Regions from separate parts of the Rattus norvegicus genome. Here region 1 is linked to region 2. A link is a contact called in public Hi-C data. All regions are on one chromosome and are shown on one strand. Each heading gives the region's core, a stretch centred on a gene start, on an enhancer-like site or on the middle of the called end of the contact. The rest is flanking DNA. Distances are from core to core; before and after follow the strand shown.

What was found. A called contact is a pair of places that touch in the nucleus more often than the background predicts.
Region 1: a Hi-C map of liver shows a contact between it and region 2, with 3 times the contacts expected there. The contact joins two enhancer-like sites. A contact is called at or near these places in 3 of 12 Hi-C or Micro-C datasets (kidney and liver).

What each region holds. Positions count from the first base shown.
Region 1 is chr20:10,046,584-10,050,592 of GRCr8, forward strand. The region is part of intron 7 of Hsf2bp (heat shock transcription factor 2 binding protein); the gene reads right to left. Among named protein-coding and RNA genes, the nearest start is that of Hsf2bp, 72 kb to the right of the region's middle. Within about 2 kb of position 1,563, at least 7 of the 93 cell types and tissues checked have an H3K27ac peak or open chromatin away from gene starts, as enhancers often do. A contact at or near this core is called in liver, where this site is marked.
Region 2 is chr20:9,832,219-9,836,199 of GRCr8, forward strand. No RefSeq gene overlaps it. Among named protein-coding and RNA genes, the nearest start is that of Cryaa, 49 kb to the left of the region's middle. Within about 2 kb of position 1,558, at least 12 of the 93 cell types and tissues checked have an H3K27ac peak or open chromatin away from gene starts, as enhancers often do. A contact at or near this core is called in liver, where this site is marked.

The DNA of each region.
Region 1 (4,009 bases), core at 313-2,812, 210 kb after region 2:
TCACTGCTCCTTACTTTGCAGTCACACTGCCACTCCTCAGTGCCTGAGGTGGCACCTCTCCAGGTCATGTTGATCTCCACATTGGTACTGCTCAGTTCTTTAGTGCTCTGACACCCTAGCCCTCCCTCCCCCGTCCCATGGCTCCACAGCACGTCCTCCTCACTGTTCCTCTCATGCCTTTGCCTCAGTCCCACGTCCTTCTCCCCACTTGTCTCCTTAGGTGGCCTCAGCCATGCTCACCGGTGCTGCTCTTCTGTTCCCCTAACGCCCCTCTCTCTGAAATCTGGATTTCCTATTGAGCAGCCTGACGGAAAGCTCACCTTGGGTGTTTAATGCCACATGTGCTTGTACAACATCAAAGTCCAACTCTCATTAAGTGGGCACTGACACTCTCACCCATCAGAAGTCTACAATGACTACACCCCAGACAGAGCTCTCTTGCCCAGTGAGCTGCGGAGGCCCGTTTAACACTTCCGAATTTTCCTGTGGCAAGAATGATGCTTCCTAAGTGGAAATCAAAATGCACCCCTCTCTGCTTCACGCTTTTGACAAAAACACAGCCTTGTGCATGGCAGAAGTCTCGCCCATCAGTTCTGCTGCTTCCCCGTTGCTCCCCCACGTGGGTGCCATCCTTCTAAACACTAGGACACTGCCTTGCCCTTGCTTTCCCCATTACTGTCTGTCCTTTCACCCAGTACACCTTGCCCCATTTCAAATGCCCTTCCTCCAAAGTTCAGCTGAGCTGTCTCATCAGTGACACAGACAGCACCTCAAAGCTATCTCTGAATCCTCACAACAAAAGGGATGAACTTTTGATCCATCTGAGGGCTGAACTCCAACAGCACCATCACTGCGAAATCTGGAGTCAGCGAGATCTGCTTCCCTGGAAAACAAACAGCTGGGGCCTTGGGCTCTCCCAGGGCCATCGTCTTAGGGTTTGCTGTTGGCATCTCACCAGGTCCTCTTGGCCGTCTAGAGGCTGTGACAGGGAGAAAGGTAGGCCCCTAACAAGTAGCGTGCCCTCTACATAGCAAAGCTGGTCCTCAGAAAAAGATTCAGGTCACACTTGAGGAGAAATATTGGTGACAGTTACAGCCCAGAGACACGTGCCACTAAGATGAAGTTTTTGTCCTTTGACAGGACATTTTCACTCCTCTCCCACACTCTACTTCACAGCAGTACCAACTACAGTTCCATGGGGGTCTACAGCTCAGGGAATGCCAGACACAAATCTCATCTCAGGAAGAAGACCCAGGAAATGTAAAAGCCAACAGGGGAGAGAAGCAAGAGCCTGACATTAGACACAACTCAAATCCCACCTAGATTAACAGAGAATGTCAGTGTAAAGACCTCCTTCCCTCAGTTCCTGTTACCCAGCAAAGCATAGCTCATCAAAAGCTGTCAGAGTCAGTACAGTACTGTGTTGAGCTGTCAAATCCAAACCAAATTAATTAAAGACTATTGGACGGTATGAAGGAGGGGGCTCTCATGGTGGTTCACGATCGACTGCAGGGACTAGTTTTGCACTGAGGTCACTGTAGCCTTGTCCGGAAAGTACCTCTTCAGGGACAGCCTGCCAGCAGCGTGCAGAACCTTGGACTGTCGTCACTTTATTGATCCTTGTAGCCAAGGAGTATTGTTTCACAAGGTTACATAATCTTCACTTCACTTTTGACAACGTCTCCTCAGCTCAAGCCCTTAATATGGCAGTTTACCAGGGCACACCTGTGTCCACTGCACTCCTCTGTCCGTCTCCAATAAATGTCATTATTCAGGGGCACTGCTCTGTTTCTCTGGTTAACCCAGTTTTCAACTCTACATAGCACAGTAAGAAGAGAAAGAAGGCGCTGGAGGGATGGCTCAGCCCTTACGAGCACTTGCTGCTCTTGCAGAGGACCTGAGTTCGGTTCCCGTCACTCATGGCAGCTCACGACCACATGCAGCTCCAGTTCCAGACAATCAGACGCCCTCTTCTGGCCTCCAGAGCAGACACTGGGTAAGAGATAGACATAAAATAACTCTACTACAAGAGATAAAATAAAAGCAGATCTTTAAAAAGAAGAGGAGACCAAGCATGGGAAGCAGACGCAGACACACACAGGGAATCGACCCAGCTGATTAACATGCTCAGGGCAGCGCCGGCTGCCACAGCAACATCACAGAGCAGGGTGTAAACAAAAGAAAGTTACTCATTACAGTCCCGGAGGCTGGAGTCAGAGTCGGGTGCCAGCAGCTGGCTGCTCCTCAGGCCGCTCCTCAGTGTGCAGCCGGCATCTTCCCCGTGTCCTCACACGGCCGCCCCTCTGAGTGTTCTCATGAAGACAACAGTCAGATTGGATAGAGGACTACCACAGTGAACTCATTAACTTAATTACCTCTGAAAGACCCTGTCTTCAAGTACAGTGACCTTCTCAGATCAGACCTTCAGCCTGTAGGGCACAGTTCAGACCATGGCATATTCTAACAGGAAAGGCTGAAAGTAGATGGATTTAAACAGAGACGGAAACTTAAAGAATGCATCAAATCTTACATCATCTCCTCGCTCACTCTCCAGCCAATCTGTCTTCATTCCCTAAACTTATTACAGGGCTCCTCCTCTCTGTGACCAAGTATCTAACAGAGACACTTGAAGAAAGATTCACCTTGACTTGTGGTTTAGGGAAGTCTAGGCCACAGTTGCATGGCTTCCGACGCTTGGGCAGAGCCTCCTGTTGATAGGAGAATGTGCTGGAAGGGCTTTTTAACCTCGTGGTGGATCGGGGGCAGAGAAAGGGGACAGAGGGCAGGGACAAGACATTCCCAAGGAATACTTTTCACACATACTTCTGCTAGCCAGGCCTCTCCACCGAGAGACCTCTTTCCCAGACCCTCTTTAAATAGTACCAGGGACCATGGGGTGTTCATACTCAGTGTATACCACTTCTGCAAAACGACCTTCTCTCTTTTCCCACCAGACTAAAAGCTTCATGACAGCAGGGTTTTGGCTGTCTTGCCAATAATACTTAAAATATCCACTATAAGTGCTTCTTGGCCATCAGAGATTCCTCTGTTGAGAATTCTCTGTTTAGCTCTGTACCTGTTTTTAAATTGGATTATTTGCTTACTGTTAAATTTCTTGAGTTCTTTATATAGTTTGGATATTAGTCCTCTCTCAGATGTACGGTTGGTGAAGATCTTTTCCCATTCTGTAGGCTGCTATTTTGTCCTATTAGATGGTGTCCTTTGCCTTACAGAAGCTTTTCAGTTTCATGAGGTCCCATTTATTAATTGTTGGTCTTAGTGCCTGAGCCATTGGTGTTCAGTTCAGGAAGTTGTCTCCTGTGCCAATGTGTTCAAGGCAGTTCACCGTTTCTCTTCTATTAAATTTAGTATATCCAGTTTTGTGTTGAGGTCTTTGATCCATTTGGACTTGAAGTTTTGTGCAGGGTGATAAATATGAATCTGTTTGTATTCTTCTACATGCAGACATCTAGCTAGACCAGCATCATTTGCTGAAGGCGCTCTTTTCCATTGTATGTTTTGGTTTGTCAAAAATCAAGTATTCATATTTGAGCTTATTTTTGGCTCTTCGATTTTATCCCATTGATCCACCTGTCTGTTTTGGGTTTTTTGTTTGCTTGTTTGTTTTTTCTGGAGCTGAGGACTGAACCCAGGGCCTTGCGCTCTACCACTGAGCTAAATCGCCAACCCCAACCTGTCTGTTTTTATCTCAATACTATGTGGCTTCATTACTGTTGCTCTGTAGTGCAGCTTGAGGTCAGGGATGGTGACACCTCCAGAAGTTCTTTTATTGTACAGGACTGTTTTAGCTCTCCTGGGTTTTTGTGTTTCCATATGAAGTTGAGAATTGTTCTTCCAAGCTCTGTAAAGAACTGTGTTGGAAACCTGGTGGGAATTGCATTGAATGTGCAGATTCCTTTTGGTGCAATGGCCGTTTTTACTATGTCCTCCGAGAGGCTTCATTCAGCAGCTGATGGAAAGAAACAGATGCAGAGGCCCACAGCCAAGC
Region 2 (3,981 bases), core at 308-2,807:
CAAATCCCAGCAACCACATGGCGGCTCACCACCATCCGTAAAGGAGATCTGATGCCCTCTTTTGCATCATGACAGACATGGTGTACTTATATATGATAAATAAATAAATAAAATAAAAAAAAAGAGTGGAGTCCCACACCCCGTATGTGACAGTTAGAAAGGCTGACTGGAAGTGCCAGCAGACCCCAGAGCCTCATCCTCAGAGACTGCACAACAGCACAGCTATGCCTGGCGAGACTTCCTAGCAGGAGATGAACAAATGGACGAATCTTGGAGTTGCTTTGCCAGCTACTCTGGAGTCTGCAGTCCCGTCTGGAGCCCCAGTAGAGGTGCTCCCAAGAGACTCCCTGCCCAGGGGTGTGCTGAGTCAGCAGAAAGCACTCCAATCGGCTCTCCAAGAGACCATGGGCTAAGTGTGTTCTCCCAGCCTGGGCTAATGGTGGGAGTTCCTGGCCACACCGGGTTTCCCCTGAGGAAGGACCTGGCTCCCACCACTTCCACAGACACCTCCGAGGGGACTGAGGGCACTGTGGCTCAAGAGCCAGCCCTGGAACATTTTTAGGCAGCCAGCCGAGCTGCAGGGAGGCTCCTTGAAAATCAAGGCAGGCTGTAAAGGCTGCTTCTGGGCTCGGGGTGTCAGAAGGATCCTCAAGCCCTCAGGCGGGAAGGGAACAAAGGAGGCCTCTGCTTCAGCCTCAGGCTTCTGACTCCACAGTTCTGTAGTTGTGTGAAGAGTTAGGCTCGTTTTGCCCTGAATTCACCATATGTCCGTGTATGGCTCTCACTCTGCCTCTCGCTCCTGGCCTACTGGTATCTCCCGTGCATAGGATACCTGGTCAAGGTGGGCTTCGAACCCATGCCTGCCACTCTGCTCATGGGTACCGTTTGTCTGGAAGAAACATGAACAAGCAGAGGGCTAGGTAGGTCTCTGTGAGCTGCAAGAAAATCCCTGGTACCAGAGTAGACATCAATATCTGGGTGCGGAGGCTAAGCTTAGAGTCACCATAAGAACATCACCGAGGGCCAGTGCCAGGGTTCAGGTACCTGAGGACAAAGAGGTGAGGCCCAGAGAAAGAGCTGCCAAGAGTCCCCAAGGTTGTGTGTGTGTGTGTGTGTGTGTGTGTGTGTGTGTGTGTGTGTGTACCAGAGGTCATGCAAAAAGTCCCTTCTTCTAGATCGGGCTGGCCAGGGAGACTATCCCCTAGGGGGCAGTGTTGCCATTTTGCTATTCGCCAGAGGGTGCAGCAAGCCGGTCTAGGCCTGCCATGCCTGTGTGACTAGGACTTTGGCTCTGGTCCCACACTGAGCCTGCTGGTTCCTGGGATTACTTCATCTTGCAATAGGGTGGGAGCTGGGGAAACAGAGGCTGCATGGCGGGAGGAGGCTGGGGCGGGCATCTGGGTTAAGGCTAAGTGAGCAGGGTGGGGTTGTCCTGGGGGAAGGGATACCCAGCTGGTCTCTGGGCAGGTAACATGGGTTGGGCCAAGCGACACTGGCTGAGTCACGTACGTCCACACGTTGACAGGTCACTGGTGCGAGGAATGAGTCAGCTGCAGCTGAGCTCCAGGAATAGAGTCTGGGAGGGCAGCTCTCTGATCCTGATGCTCCTGTAGGATCTGTCTGGGTCCGTGGAGTGACAGGGAACTTGTGTTGGAGAGGCAGCTGTTCTGTCCCTTAAAATGAAAGGGCTGTTACTGCTACTGTCTGCTGGAGTCTATCTGGGCTGCCGTACCAAAAGTCGCCGTGAATAGGCCACAGAGGAAAACTTGGTCCCTCACTCACTGTTCTGAGACCGATGCCCAATATCAGGATGCTTGAAAAGTTCTGTGTCGGGTGAGGGCGACTTTCTTCTTGGTACACACAGTATTTCCTTGCTGGGTGCTGACCGGGTGAAGGGAAAGGGGAGATCTCTGGGGTCCCTTTCTATTAGGGCCCTATGCTTATTATTTTTCTCACGGCTGTGAACAAAATAGCAGACCGAGGAAGCAACTACAGTAGGTAAGGGTTTATTTTGGCTCCCAGTTGGAGGGCACACAGTCTGTCCCGGTAGGAGAAGTGATAGCAGCGGGAACGTGAGGTAGCTGGCCAGTCAGGGAACAGAGGTAGATGCTGGTCTTCAGTTCTCTTTCTCCTTTGCGCTCGGTTGGGAACCCCAGCCTAGGGGATGCCACCTCACTTTAGAATGGTTCTCTCTAATTCAGCTAATCAAGTCCGAAAACACAGATACAACCAGATGCTCATCTCCGTGGCAACGCCAAATCCCATTAAGTCAACAGTCAGGATTAACGTTCATAGACCCTACCTCCTTTCTTGGGGGGTGGCGCCCATTCCTAGGACTAGGTTAGGTATCAACGAATATACTTAGGGGAGGGGGAGGCACACTTTTGGATCCTGTCACTGCAGTACGACATACTGACTTCTCACTTGGTTTCCCTGTCCCAAGGCCACCAGGGCAGGAAGGTGAGCACGGTGGCTACCGTTGACCAACTCTGAGGACGTAAACACTGTCCAAGATGGAGAGACCATGGTCTGGACCCTCCCTCCACTACTCCAGTCTCTTGGAGTCACACAGTCCAAACAGAGCACTCTGTGTTCAAGGTGCTGAAACTAAGAGAAGCTTACAAGAGCGGACCTGGGGAGATGCAGGGACTAACGGGATTCAGTTTGTGGGCCCCCCAGGGGCTAACAGGATTCAGTTTGTGGGCCCCCCAAAGCCTACAAACTGTTCTGTGGGCTTCCGTATCATGGCCTGGCTGAGAATACCACTACAGGCTTGCAGCTGGATGTCAGGGAGAAGGGGACTCCTTGTCTTGGGCTCACGGAGGCTCATTCTCCACTATAGAGGCTGAGTACCAGAGTCAAGGTAAGGCACAGAAGTTGGCCTCTAGGCTCAGCACTACAAGCCATGGTTTAAGGGGCAAACCTGAGGGGTGTGGTTGAAAAAAAGCTACCTCTGTCCTTCAGGAAGCTCTTGTGTGTTCCCGGCACACCACCGCTCGAACCTACAGGCCGGAAAAGGGCAGTTTCTCACTTTTTCCCTGTAAGGACTTTCTTGGTTGTTGTGTCTCCCTGGAAACTGCTCTTGTCTGCCTGGCCACTTGGCTTCCCCTGGACGGCCCAGTCTTGGTCGGACACTGAGAGTTCAGGTTCCCAGAATCGCCTTCTAAGGCCTCATCTTTGGCCTTCCCACAGAGCCGGCCACCCCAGCTCCCCTTAAGGGCCCCTGCTGGAATGAGCCCCACACAGTTGGACGCCCTGGTCTGGAATCTGCCACAGCCTGAAGCACCTCCTTCCCAACTGTGGAATGGGGATGTCGGTGTCAGCAGAATCTCAGGGTGTTGGTGGCCCACTTAACAGTGAGCTCCGGTTGACAGCTGTGTGACTTTGATGCCCACCCTCGGGATTACTGGATGTGTTATAATTAACTCTGCTGGGAGGGTGTGGACTCTGGGGTCAGCCAGGATGCCCGAGGTCGTCTGATTAAGAACAAGAGCTACCTCAAGCCGTGAGGCCAACTGTGACCATAAAAGGCTTTCTTTGGTCACTTTATTTAAAGACCGACACCACCAAGCACAGACAGTCCTCTGATGGCCTCTGGAGCCCCCCACATCCTCCCAGGGTAAACCTGACATTTTTGTTCTTCACTCCTGTTTTGTATCTGTCAAAATTCTTCTGGGCTGCTGGAGAGATGGCTCAGTGGTTAGAGCACTGATTGCTCTTCCAGAGGTCCTGAGTTCAATTCCCAGCAACGACATGGTGGCTCATTAACCATCTGTAATGGAATCTGGTGTTCTCTTCTGGTGTGCAGACACACATGCAGGCGGAGCACTGTACACATTTTAAATAAATCTGTTTTGTAAAAAAAAAAAAGTGAAGTGATGTTAGGCCTTGTACATGTGAGTACACTGTTGCTGTCTTCAGACACACCAGAAGGGGGCATCGGATCCCATTACGGATGGTTGTGAGCCACCACCTGGTTGC